Linked DNA regions of Drosophila melanogaster: region 1 is linked to region 2. The links are chromatin contacts, called in public Hi-C maps. All regions are on one chromosome and are shown on one strand. The core of a region is the stretch at or near the end of the contact, and the rest is flanking DNA. Distances in the headings are between cores, read along the strand shown. Region 1 holds the start of CG18135. Region 2 holds the start of nudC (nudC,).

Evidence for each region. A called contact is a pair of places that touch in the nucleus more often than the background predicts.
Region 1: a Hi-C map of the Kc167 cell line shows a contact between it and region 2, with 2.5 times the contacts expected there.

What each region holds. Positions count from the first base shown.
Region 1 is chr3L:18,996,468-19,004,026 of dm6, reverse strand. CG18135 reads left to right here and starts at 5,744. Exons shown (of 2, transcript NM_176346.2): 1 at 5,744-6,026. The coding sequence starts at 6,015. CG3808 reads left to right here and starts at 3,419. Exons shown (of 4, transcript NM_140826.2): 1 at 3,419-3,728; 2 at 3,785-5,081; 3 at 5,176-5,519; 4 at 5,582-6,152. The coding sequence starts at 3,507. The coding sequence ends at 5,504. SmydA-2 (SET and MYND domain containing, arthropod-specific, member 2) reads left to right here and starts at 775. Exons shown (of 3, transcript NM_140827.3): 1 at 775-1,960; 2 at 2,317-2,578; 3 at 2,635-3,042. The coding sequence starts at 941. The coding sequence ends at 2,945. nkd (naked cuticle) reads left to right here. Exons shown (of 5, transcript NM_080049.3): 5 at 1-286.
Region 2 is chr3L:16,802,010-16,808,730 of dm6, reverse strand. It overlaps nudC (nudC,), which reads right to left and starts at 3,737. Exons shown (of 6, transcript NM_001259876.1): 1 at 3,379-3,737; 2 at 112-337; 3 at 1-36. The coding sequence starts at 186. It overlaps CG9674, which reads left to right and starts at 1,000. Exons shown (of 15, transcript NM_176339.2): 1 at 1,000-1,198.

The DNA of each region.
Region 1 (7,559 bases), core at 4,495-6,994, 2.2 Mb before region 2:
CAATGCAACTAAGTACTAAACCACAACGACCACCAACACAAATCGTAGTTCAATTATTATTTTAAAACTTGTTTTTAATTACATCATCTGTCAAACAATCGAGTTACCAATCCAATCAATCAAACAAACAAAAGAAGCACAAAAACAAAATGCATTTAACTCTTATTTACATAAAAAAGACTGATTTCCAATTAAACAATATATTAATTAATTGCATATGAATAAAGGTATATATAAATATATATAGACAATTTATGAGAAATACTAAATAAATTATTGAATTGCTAAAAAGAAACTTGTTCAACCTTTTTTTTTAATCATAAAGTGAATGAAAGTATGGCGGGTATGGGAGGGAAAACTAATTTCTGCATAATATTGGATTGTCAAACTGCACGTCAAAAAATATTTTGGCGTAAATATATTTAGTATTTCCATTTAGAGTACTGTATGAACATTTCGAAAGTATCGTCTGTAGATTCACTTTTCCTCTTCAATCCAAAGTCAATTGAAAAATCCGCTGCCGCCGGCGGATTAGTTGGCCAATAAAAAGCTGACCGTTGGGCTGATGCAAACGCTCTCTCGCCGTGGAACTCTATAAACATTAGGCATGAATAAATATTACCGGCTGCCAACAAATTGGACATTGTCTTGGTTTTCAGGCAACACGACACAGAGGTCTAATTTTAAATAGTCGTGCGCCATGTGACAGAGAGAGATCCAAATCCGCTCGAGCGTCTATTTTTTGGCAGCAGACGGAGACACAAAGGAAAATGTTCTCGCCATCAGATCGCGAGTAGAATCCGAAGACGGAGCACTGAAAACTGTTTGGTTGCCTGCTCAGTGAAATTTCAACCGCGGGGCATTACGCAAACACAGATTAGTGGGAGATATATAGGAGATCAATCAAAGATCTTCTGACTGCTGGAGTAGGTTGCTTGCGATGGCTTCCACTTCGCTGACATCCTGCGCCCTGTGTCAGGCCAAGGCATCCCAGTTGTGCGCCGCCTGCCGGAACGTGGTCTATTGCAGTCGGGAGCACCAGAAGGAGCATTGGAAGAAAGGTCACAGATCGGAATGCCAGTGCTTCGAAATAGCCACCAATGAAGTTTTGGGCAGGCATCTTAGGGCAACCAGGGACATTAAAATCGGAGAGCAAATCTTGAAGGAAGCTCCTCTGGTTTTGGGACCAAAAGTCGCGTCTGCTCCCCTTTGCTTGGGTTGCCACAGAAATCTTTTGGCTCCCGGGAAACCCCGCGGTAACTACCACAAATGCAGCTCCTGCAGTTGGCCTCTGTGTGGGAAAGAGTGCGAGGACTCTGTCCATCACAAGGCTGAGTGCCAGCTAATGTCGGGTAGCAACTTTCAGTCCAAAATAAACTATGTGCCTGGAGAGGAGGAGCGAAAGGAGTCGGCTTACTGTGTGATCATGCTGCTCCGCTGCATGCATCTTAAAGACAAAGATCCCGATGCCTTCCTCAAGCTTTACAACCTGGAGGATCACCTGAAGGAGCGCCTGGAGACTCCGCTGTACCAAGTCTTACGTGCCAATCTCATCACCTTCATAAAGACTGTATTGGGCATGAAGGATTGGCCGGAGATGGATATCCTGCGCATAGCCGCTATACTGGACACAAACACCTTTGAGGTCAGACAACCCAGGGAAAGGAGAAAAATCCGAGCTCTCTATCCTGGAGCAGCGATGATCTCGCACGACTGCGTTCCGAATATGAGGCATCGTTTCGATGACGACATGAACATTGTCTTCCTGGCCAAGAGGAAGATAGCCAAGGGAGAAATTTTGAGCATTTCCTACACCCAACCCCTGAGGAGCACCATTCAAAGAAGAGTTCACCTCAGGCAGGCCAAGTGCTTCGACTGTTCATGCGCCAGGTGTCAGGATCCCGAGGAGTTGGGCAGCTTTGCAGGAGCCCAAACGTGTCTCAAATGCAAGGCAGGAAAAGTAAGATCAGATCTAAGGAAGCATTTGTACAGCAATAAGAAAGGAAATTTCCGACTGGGGTTTTCGTCAACAACAAACCTCTTCGGAAATTCAGAACCATTAATGTCCGTCCGTCTGTCTGTTCGCCTGTTTTTCCCTATGAATGTCGAAATCTCCCAAACTTTTAAAGCTAGAATCTAGATTAAGCATGCAGTTTCTAGTAACGCCAAAGACGTGGCGGTCATGATAAGATCGGCTCGGCTGGCGATCCTGATCAATAATATATTTACGTTAAAGGCTCTGAAACGCTCCCTTATGCCTGTTACATACATATTCGATTATAGTTCTTTATATAACAATTTCCTGCCCTCTTGTAGATTATATCACTGAATCCCCTTCTAAACTCTGCGCCCTGGAAGTGTCAGTTGTGCAATTTTAAAAGATCGGCGAAGGATGTGGTTACCTCAGATGCGGAGCTTCAGCAAGAATTGGAGTCATTGGACAAAACGACTCCCGTTGCTCTCGAGGAATTCATTTATCGCCATCGTGCTGATCTCCATGAGACCAATACCCACATTTTGCAGGCCAAATATGCTCTCACTCAACTATACGGAAGTGCTCCGGGATTCGCAATGGAGGGTAATAAAAATATTTAATTTTAATTATGCATTTTTGTAAGAAACTCTTTGTTTCAGAACTTTCTGGAGAATCGCTGAACAGAAAACTGCAACTATGTGAGGAACTCCTTAAACTGGCCGACATTTTCGATGGCGGTTGGAGCATATTCCGGGGCAATCTGCTCATAGACATGGAGGAAGCTTTAGTGACGCAGGCTCTGCGCTCGAAAGACCCATTGGATTGCGAGGAGAAGCTGAGAAACGCGGCGGAAATGCTCAGAGAAATTCGAAACATCATGAAGCACGAGCCGGAAATGCAACAATTGTTGTTGGAACGACAAGTCATTTTGAGTTCTGCGCTTGAGCGCTTTGAACCAGTTGAGAATTAAGCAGAAGGAACGCTAGTGTCGGTATGCTCGATTATCATATACCCTTTAGTTGGATAACTAATCAATTTAAGAATAAAGCTGCCAAAGTATGCAAACCAAAACAAAAATGGGTTATTTTATTTGGCTTGCAGATTTTCAGGAACGTTAATTTTTTTGGCCGTTCGTCATGAATCGGAATGCAAACTTATTCCATATTTAATTTCCCATCATTTGGATGGATCTGATAAACAACCAATGTGTCAACTAGATCTTACTTCCTTACGCAGAAATACACTGCCTTATTGACCTTGCTATAATAACCTAGATTTCGACTCTTGCCTTTCTTATGATGTTTCGAATTTGGCGCCAAGTGTGTTATGTATCCGTTATCTTTTGAGAGCCTGTAGAAGAGTTTTATGTATTTTAGAAAATGTTGATATTATTTAGCGAAGACACCCACCACCGGCATAGCCGCTGGTGTTTATATACATTTTAGACTGGACGGTCACACTGTTGCATCTTCACGTGTTTTCTTTCTGTTTATATTTCATTTTCCTTAATAAATCGGCTTCTTTTAAGCAAATGGAGTGTTTCAATGCGGAAATACCAGCTGACGGAGTGGTTAATAGCATAGAGACCGAAGAGATTTCGGAAAATGTAGTGAAAGCTGATGAAACCACGCTGGCAAATGGTGAGGATGAAGCCGGAAAAGCCGGCGAGGAATATGCTTACTTGGAGCGAAATGAATTCACTTCGGAAATATTCAAAGTTGAAGTGAAGAACATGGGATATTTCGGTATTGGGGTAGGTAGTTGAAATCTAAGCCTTTATATGAATATAACAACATTATAACTTTGCAGGAGTTTAAGAAGCTTTTGAGAAACACCCTCAAATTTGACGTGACCAAAATCAAGGCTCCAACTCGAAAAGAGTTCGCCTTTGTGTGCTTCCGCAGTCAGGAGGATCAACAAAGGGCCTTGGAGATCCTGAATGGATACAAATGGAAGGGAAAGGTGTTGAAGGCTCATGTTGCCAAGGCCTCGGCCGATCCTCTACAGAAAAAGCGAGCTGCCGAGGAACAGGAGTCGGAGAGAAAGCCCAAGAAACAACGTACGGCGGTGGAAGCCACGTGTCCTCTGTCGCACATTGCCTACGACCAGCAGATTAAACAAAAATCCGAGGAAATGTCGGCACTTCTGGCGAAATACACCCAGGAACTTCGGAAGGTCAATCCGCGGGCAAAGCCCCACTTGGATAAGTTCCAATTCCACGAGGTGCTTCCCTCACCCACCGTTAATGGGTATAGAAATAAAAACGAGTTCACCGTGGGAAAGAACTCCGTAGGCGAAGTGGTTGTGGGCTTCAGATTGGGCTGCTACAGCGATGGATCTGTGGAAGTAGCCGAGGTCGCAGACTTGCCACATCTACCGGAGCAGGCCAAGTGGGCTGCTCGCAGTTTCCAGGACTTGGTGAGGAAGTCCAAGTTCTTGCCCTTCAATCCGGACGGAAATATTGGCCACTTCCGGCAGCTAATGGTGCGGTGCTCCAGTGCCACAGGTGAACTAATGCTGGTGGCGGGCATATACTCCTCGAACTTAAGTGAAGACGAACAAGTTGAACTTAAGCAAGAACTGAAGTCCTTCTACGAAGATCTGGCAAATGATGCTCCGTACAAATGCAGCTCTCTGTATTACCAAGATGTCAAGCATCGGGAAGCAGGTCAGACGATTAATCCGGTGGAACACATTTCGGGCAGCACCCACATCACCGATACCATACAGGGTCTCCAGTTTCGAATCAGCCCACTGGCCTTTTTCCAAATCAACACAGAAGGAGCCAACGTGTTGTATCAAAAGGCCATTGATCTAGTTGCTCCTACTAAGGACACAACTATGTTGGATATTTGCTGTGGTACTGGCACCATTACCCTTGCGTTCGCCAAGCACTGCAAGAAAGTGATGGGCGTGGAGATCGTCCCTGATGCGATTAAGGATGCCGAGTTTAATGCGGAAGCGAATGGCATTAAAAATGCAAAGTTCTTTACAGGAAATGCAGATGATTTCATCAAGAGTATGGTGCGCGAAGCTCTCTACGATCAGGAGCCGGGTAAACCATTGGATCTTATTGCCGTGGTGGATCCCCCCAGGGCTGGACTGCGTAAGTTTACGTTGCTTAAATATTATAAATTTGCTGAATTATTTTAAGGTTCAAAGCGCTATACCTTTCCAAATTTCTTATTTGTTTTTTTCAGACCACCGCTCGATAGCCGCAATTCGATCAGCCGATGCCATCAATCGTCTGGTCTACGTCTCCTGCAATCCGCACAGTGCTAAGCGGAATTTCATCGAGCTGGCCAGACCGGAGTCTAAGCAATACAAGGGGGAGCCATTCTACCCAAAGTCCGCTGTGGCCGTTGACATGTTTCCCCACACCATGCACACCGAGCTGGTCATTCTGTTCGAGCGTGAACCTAAAACAAAGGCGGATGAGAAGTCATCGCCAGCGGAGGGAGCTGCACAGTCAAAGTCTGAGGCAACCGAAGAAGCTGTTAGCGAGGAGAACACCACATCCGTAACGTGACGTGTTTGTTGCCGGGTACAGTTCACTTCGCTGCAATCTCTTGCACATTTGCTTAATCTCTTTCTATAATCTTTTAGGTCAGTTGCGATTCGCTGAGACACCCAATATGTCTCAGTACCTCCTATCTGCCGCGATGCTGCCCTCTATCATTGTCTCTCTTTGTGGCGACTGCTCTACGACTTTTATTGTTTTAAATTGATTTAATTGTATTTACGCTGTGCGACGGGGAGGAAGTGGAAAAAGTGACAGAAGCGACTTCCTATTTAGCAAAAGACTAAGTTTAAAGCCCTGTTCAACTCGACATAGTCCGACATCCCCATCAGTGTTATTCAGGCCTCTGGAGGCCCCTGTGTGCGTGATAAGAATCGCTGCTCCGGTGGAAGTGTGGTGCTCATAAAGTTCTCATAAAGGTGTAGAAACCGCGTGAAAAAACAGCTGAGAGGTGCTACAAGTCCAACGCCCCCTCAAGGGCAAATTGATGAACAACGACCCTGACAACGATCATTGATCATGTCCGACCAGGTACCAGTTAACGATTATTTCATAGTCTAAACATATGTTCTATTGTTAAAAGTAGAAAGGGTAGTATTTAAAAGATGTTGACGTTGATATTGATCTATCAACCATATTAAAAGATTCGAAAATGACTTCATGCGTATGACGCGAATTCAGTTGTTTCGTTGTTTGTCTAAAGATAAGTTTTATTAATTTACTAAGGCAATTTGAGTTATGGCTGTTTTTTTTTATAAAGTTGAATATTTAAAAAGTCGTAGAAGTGCAATTAACTAGTTAAGGCCAGAGATGTGCCGTAATGAAATTGGCCAACTTAATAGTTAATACGTATGGGGCTGATCGCACGGATATTGCTCAATAAAATGTGTTTATATAAATCTTATCTAAGGTAAACAATCGCATTCGCTTATTTCGCCTTTCCGATTACATGTTCTTAACGAGAAGTGGTTGGATGATGTAAACAACAGATGTAGCCGTAAGCAAAGTCTTATAGAATAAAACAAAAAAATATTATTGTTTTGAAAAAGAGAACAACAAGCAAACGTGACCGATATCATGTTGAATATACTATGTAGAAAAACAAATCGGGACGCGACAGCCCTGAATTTTTATGCGACTCGACTTCCTAGAAGGGGGTGTGTTAATAGCACACGTACACACACATAAACATACATATAACTATAGTGGAAAGCCAAAATAAGCTTTCGTAAACATTAACGAAATAAACAAGAAAAACAAATAAATTGGACTTTGGAGCCAGTGGGGCGATTCGGCTACTCGGCAAATTGATTGTACAAAATATAGCAACATAAATAAATATGAAAACATTGTGCGCCGCAACTATTATAAATCAAGAGAAAAGGAGAAATTGGCAGGAAAGTGAATAAAATGCGGCTGAATTTGTTTATTCATTCGGCTATATTTATGGCCTCGTGTAAGCCAAGATATAGCAACAACTAGCAACACCCAAAATATGCGATTACGATCGGAACAGGGAGCCCAAGACCTTGACCGGAGAGCTTTGTTTCCGAAGCCGAAAAGCTTGAATAGTTCTTGCCTTATCAAACAAACACTCAACTAACTGTGCGATGTAAACAAACAGCGAGGAAAACAGCAAATTTTCAACCGACGAAAACCGGTTCCCCTAGAGAGAGATATATGGCGGTCTTCCGGAGAGAGCTTTTCGGCTGATGCCATGTCTGTGGATGTGGATGTCGATGTGCTGGTGGATGTGGACGAGAAGCTGCGGCGAGGGCCTGGCTACGACTACGCCCCACACATCGGACTGAAAACCGCTTCACGTGCGTAACACCATCGCCGCCGACAGCTGCACACGACCAACACGTTTTCTCGGCGGAGCAAATGGCCTCGTGGCATAGTGGGGGATGGACCGGGGTTTGGGTTCTCCAATGTGCTCTTGTTGTCATCCGCGCTCAGGCTGCGAGCTTTTGGATTGCGTGCTACGCCGAGCAGCGCAACTACACAGCACATTTTATGGGGAGTTTTAGTGGGATACCCTGTGAATGTGGGTATATTTGAAGA
Region 2 (6,721 bases), core at 2,488-4,987:
CTTGCGGCGCAGAAAACTGGCCAAAGTGCCAAGGAACTTAGATATAAAACACAAACAACATGATTAAACAAAATTGAAACAAAGAAGTTGCGTTCTTTGTTATTGTTTTACCTCGGGCACGCCACCGTGATGCTTCTCGGCCACGGCCAGCAGTATGTTGTCAAACTTTCCCTCCTCAGCAGCCATGGTTTGGAGTATTTGTACTGGTTTTGAATTAGATTTCGTTTGTTTCTGGACGCTTCGATTCGTTTGGTTTTTTTATCTGAAGTTTAGCTGCCGACCCGGCACATGTAGAAATAATGTGACCTGTCGTCGAACGTCAAAAAATACCCACATACTAGAATATACCGAGTCGTCACATGGCGTCCAGCATTTGAAAGTCAGCAGAATTGGTCATAACGGTACTCGAGTTTTGTGTATTGCAGCTTTTGACTGCTTGGATTTTAAAAATAATATTTTAGTACCACATATAATTTAGTTGTATGCAATAACAATAATGGTTTTTCCTGCATTGGAAACTTTTAGTTATATCCCTTCACTCTTCTGGAAAATTTTTTTAATATTTACTTAATTTGCCATACCTTTTTGAACAAGTAACAATTTTTTTATATTGTGTTTGTATGAATTTGTTCGTGCTGTGATTGGGAACAAAAAAGTGGTATGAACTTGGATACTGGAAAGCGCATATCCAATTTAAATGAGTCTCAGTGAGATTTTGACAGTGAGCGCATCATGTAACGGTACTTTGCGACAAACTATGTGTAAATAATTGAAGCAACCATTTACTGAAAATATAAGAATTTATTTCTTTATCTAGTAAAACTTGGTCTTTAATAATTTAAATTTAATTTTAAGGTTAAGAGATTACATGGAAGATAGAGTTCGAAAAACAACATATGTTGTTGTTGTTTTTGCTCTCACGCAACTTTTCGCTCTCCGCTTACTTTTGCGCTCTCTTCGGTTTCGGTTTGGGGATAGTTGCGATTTTCGTCCTATTCTTCCATTCTCATTCGGTCTTTTGAAATAAACGCACGTATTCTGAACACGCGGAAAACCAGAAAATATTCTAAAGCCAAATCGAAGTGGAAGTGCTATAAGCAAGTGGAAAAGTGAAAAACTTCAAAGTTCTTGGTTTTGTGTGGACGCGCAAAATACGAAAATCAGTGCATAGTAAATCGTTTTATCAGAAAAGTTGAAAGTAATTACGAAAAATATGCGTGGAATTCCTTTTTGTGTCGCTTAAAAATTGTGATGTGCAAATGACTTAACACACATACATACATACGTGCTTACCTAGCACGGCTAATATTCACCATGGGGTATAGGATGGGGAATATGAAAAACGCTGTAATGAAGAAGAGAATAGTTAAGGGTTCCGGGTGCCCCTTTTTCTTACCACAGCTTTTCCTGATTCCCGTAGGAGTTCCTCTAGAAAATCAATAAATTTTACATGGAGCACAGAGAAACACAGACACACACGTTGAAAAGAGGGAGTGTGGGAAGAGGAAGCATTGCAGAGAGCAGGAAGAAGAAGGAGAGCAGAAGCTCCCGCACCAGAACTTACAGTGGGGGACATAAAACTAGCAGCTGTTTGATTCGCTAATTTATGGGTACTTAAAATGATAGATTTATTGGAAAGGAAGGGTTTTCTTAAGTGCTAGTTACGTGTTGTTTGAAACATTAAGTGATTCATTAATTTTTAACCAGTAATCTTTTCCTTAAGCATATATTATATACGTTATTTATGATGTGCGTCATTAAAATTTATTAAATATTATACTTTTAAAAAGTCATAATAAAATAAAAATTGCGTAAGTGCGCAGTTTTAATTTTGATGTTTCTCAAAATCAATTAAAAATAGGTATTTGTAATGTAAATAAAAAATAAAGTAATCATAAAATAAGTAATACCACAAACGGGCTGCGATATAACTGATCGGACCTATGGCAATGGCCTGCACTGTTATTTACCGCCCTGCCGCAAGCTTCTCCTTCTTGTACTTGTTTTTTGCCGCTACGAAGTTCTGTTCTTGATGTTGCCCCCACCCCTTTCATCTTCTTCTTGCTCGTTGACTATTTTATGGGCTGTGCTGTGCTTCATTCGTGAATCTTGTTTCGCTATTTACCGCCCCTTCCCCTTGTACTGTGATGCAGACAGCTGCTCTGCTCTCCCGCTCGCTCCGCATCAAGGTCAGAGTAAGGTTAGCTCCGTTCTCCTCTGCTTCAAAGGGCCATGGCAGTGATTTCTTCCTCGCCGCTCCACCGACCGCCCTCGCCCATCCCTTTATCCGATCTTTTTTCATTTCCCTCTCGTCGAGAACAGTGACTGCTGAAAGTCTGTGGCTACCGAATGCCGCAAATCGCTCTGCCTAATTGCCGCATCAAAATTAATGACAGCCACTGTGTATCTGTATTTGTGCTTGAGTGTCCTTTATTACACTGAGAAAATATATTGACACCTTAAAAATGTGCTACAGATTATTATTAAACAAAAATCCATTTCACTTATGTATATTTACTGCATCTTAAGGTGAATAAAGTTCTTATTGTCACATTGTATTTTATATTCATGAAAAAAACATTTTTTTCCACCTTCTATTTATAAACGTGGGCGTCGAAGTTTGCCTTACTACGTCACTGCCCCTTGACATTTAAACTTTCTCTCTGCGTGGGTGAGTGTGGGGTGGCAGCTTCCCCAAGTACGCTCTCTCAGCCCGGTTTGCTCTCCTGACATAACGGTTATGCAATCAACGCCGCATTTTGCTATTTTCCCGCACGAAGAAAGGCTTTCACAATTCAATTGCACTTGAATTTAAAGGATAACGTCGTTCTTGCCTTTGTTTTATTACCGCTTAATGTGTGTGTTTTTATGTGCCAGCACTTAAAAAGGATTGTGCAAAACTGAGTGAGCAAATAAAAAGCGTAGACAATGGACTTAAGAAAAGATTGTCAGAGATTTTACCGGAAGTGTGAACCAAGTCTCCTTTTTGCTGCTGAGTGCGTTTAGAGCCCTTTTCGGGCTTATCGCAGATTTGTGAAGATGAAAATGAAAGCTAAACACATTCGTATTCTTATTGAAAAGTCAGCAAAGTAGTCATGCCCCCAAAGCAAATTCCGCATCCCCTTTGAAATTAAATATGTTTTGCGGTCTCGCTTGAAATATGGTGGCGCCGCAAGTTTGGTTTATCGGTTCAGTGAGTTCCCGAACGGAAAACTTTTCAATTGCGTCGCAGCCTCTAAATTAAATCAGTTATATTGATGGTTATTGCCTCCACCAATTATGATAGCATTATATTAATCAGATTACTCTTGATGCCATAACCTTAAAAAATAAAAGTTTTTAAAACCAGTAAAATTTTATTTGTGTCCTAAAAAATACCTTTTCTGTTGTCATTCATTGACTAATTCACTGATCAGCAGTTAAATGTGCAATAGAAACTGCAAGGAACATGTTTTAAAGCTTTTCGAAAACGTCAAAATGTTTTTGACATAAATGTTTGCTTGTTATGTTTTTAAATGAGTTTATTTATTATTAGATTTAAAGCGTCTGTCCAACAATATGCTGAAATCCGTCACAAATTGATTAAGCAAATTCTTGTGAGTATATTTGGCTTCTGTGCTCCTGACTTTTAAACAATTGCGGTTAGAACTGATTGATATTTCATAGGGAGGATTACGTATGCGTAGTTGAGTGGATTGCTGATAAGCACGGTCCCGAGTTCTCTTATGACAAATAGCAAACAGAAGCGACCAGAACTCAATACCCGGTACCCCATCGCTCCCCGCTGCAATTTTCTTGGTTTCCATTTACATAACTCTGTTTATCTAGACATTGCGAGATTGGGGGGGATTGCGAGGGCCTGGCAACGTACCCAAAATGTGCAATCCCATCCCAACCAGATACGGTCATTGGAAACTAATGTAAATTGCGATGTTGCTTGTTTATTGACTGCAAACGATAGTCCCGTCGCAATTAGCGGGCGGTGGTGGGGAGCGGACCGCACCTATGCCATAAATAGCAAGCAGCTGCGATAAATTTCTCCGGACAGACAGAAATTTATGGGGAAAATAAACTGAGCAATTGGAAACTTTTCAATGCTAAATCATAAGAATAAGTGCTTGGTACGTAGTAAAGTCCAAATATTTCTGAAACCATATTTAAAGAAGTTAATTTAATTAAATTTCTTAATATCTGAAATCTAAACATGAATGCCTTTGATGTTTGACAGTAGTGCACGATTATAGAAGCCATGATAATTGACCATCGATTAGCACTTATCATATACAAATTTAACTTGGACCTTCAATGGTTCAAGTTTAATTAGTTACCAAAATATTTTACTTTAGTGTAAGAACGGCCCTTCGATCTATTGATCTTTATCATTTAATCAAAGCTAAAGTGAGTTATCAGCAAATTGACTGATTTTTTGTTATTATAAGGGCTTTCGAACAAGGCTAATTATCAGCTCTAGAGCCCGCTGTGAGTGTAGATAAAAAAGTTCTCATAATTGTAATTACTAATACGTAATTCCGAGGCGCAATAAAAAAACCAACCGCAAGATGCACAGTTGATTCTCTAATTAAACACGCGACCGTCCGATAATGAAAACCAATTGTTGCTATTTTTAAAGCAATTGAGGTGATCCCTTTCGGAATCGGAATCCGCGGCGAAAACTTTGCACAGCTGACTCAAGTGCACAGGTTGGAGGCCATAAAACAACGGGGGTACCAATGAAGTTGGCCCCGACTGCCTGATAAGCGCCCAGCCGGGTCAGATAATGCGCATTTATAGCGGCAATATAACCACCCCCCCAATGGATCCCCCTTTTCAATTTTGGCCTAGGCTATATCGTAAATCGCTGGAAAATAAAGTTTATAGCGTCGGCGGCTACCGGAGTTGGGTTTTCCACCGTTTTTTTTAGATTGTGCAACGGAAGAAAGTTCTTGGGTGGGGCTAATGGTCTTGTCATTGTGTGGGATCCTGGCACCCATTAGGACCGCCTATTGTAATTATCCCACGATAATGGTCCCGTGGCATGCCCCATCACTTAGCGTACTAACCACACGCAACGTTGTCGACGCATAATTTATTTGTTTATTTCTGCGTTCGGGGTTATTGAAACTTGTTGCCTGGTCTTGTTTACATCATAAGTATATAATATCTGCGTTGAATATCTATAGATGTGCGTACTTATCGTAATGCACGGATATCTCTCCTATGTTTGTGGATGTGGGCCACACGCGGCTGTCGCATTTTGGGCTTTGAGCCAATGGAACGCAATGGTGCTGGCTATATCTATGGCTACATATACATATCTCTCCGTATCATCCGGTCGCTCCTCCATTGTGCGATCTATTCTCATCTGGTAGTCTGCAGACTTGTTTGCTATATTCAATTTCGTTTCTTTATTTTTTCTCCTCTTTCCTTCTGTCGAAATGGAAGTGAAAATATTTACGTTGACTTGGGATCGGACTTAAGAACAGGGTGTCTCCACCAATTAGTAGGAAATAATTAAACGAACTAACTGCTCTCTTAGTCGGATGAAATGTCAAAACAATTTGCAAATGCCATTCGACACGTGATCGATAATTCCGCAGGAATTTATGTTCCGACCGTCAGCGGGCTGGTTCTTATGGATACATATATATATCCGTTTTGCCAGCATTATTGTGAACTCTGAAAATAGCCATCTATTGGTCTGACGCACTCGGAAAGTTATGCAATTAGAACGGCGGAAATTTGAAGGAAATTAAATAGGAATATTGATAAGTTGTCAATCCGGATGACAGATATGAAGTTGTGAAAAGGTTTTTAAACCTCTCATAGATTTGAAATCCATTTTTATCCTTGCGTCATGATCAACACATAGTGATTAAGCATTTGTTTTTGCGGTTTTCCATGAGTATCTAATATATCTTTGATGGCTTAACGTGGCTCTTTTGCATATTTTATCTCTTCTATAATAAGAACATACGACTTTACTACAACCTTTGCTTCTGCACACACAAACGCAGATATGCGTTTTATTCAAGTCATGATTATCAAGTTTTATTGACTCTCTGCGGTGCCATAATAAGCTACCAAAATTTCTTCTTTCGTATATCGTACTTTTTGCGACTCGGTTTTGATGTTATCTTAGGTCAAAACTTTTCCACTGCACCCAAATCAGATAAATCAGATCATAGATAGATATAGATATTGAGACACGTTGAGGGCTATTGTCCCATCTACGTCACATTTTTGCGTTTCACAATTCTTATCACTCCGTGATTGTATTACGCCTGCAGCCAGAAATCGAACATGTGTATATTTATAGACCATTCCCCGCTATCACGCATGCAAATCGTGAATAACGCCTTGTGGCATGGCTCCCCCCAATGGAACGCCGTAATCTCTGCGCTGGGTTGGGTCCCATACCCATTGGAATCGGAAAGGAAAAAACCTTCCCAAACCCCAAAACCCCCAAGTGAAGTTCACTGTGCCATTAGGCTTTTCGTGCTAGTGCCGTGAATGAGTCTTATCTGCTGTATGAAATCGCAGGGGTGGACACGGGCGAGCGGTATGCCAAAGTTTATTAACTTATAAAAAAGAAAATAAAACATAGTGAATGAGAATTTCGACTTCCTCTTTCCCTTCAGGCGCAGACACTCGGCTGGCACATGCTAAACGCCTGATACCAAAGCGAAATAAAAAGAAAAGATCTAAGAAACACAAGAAGTTC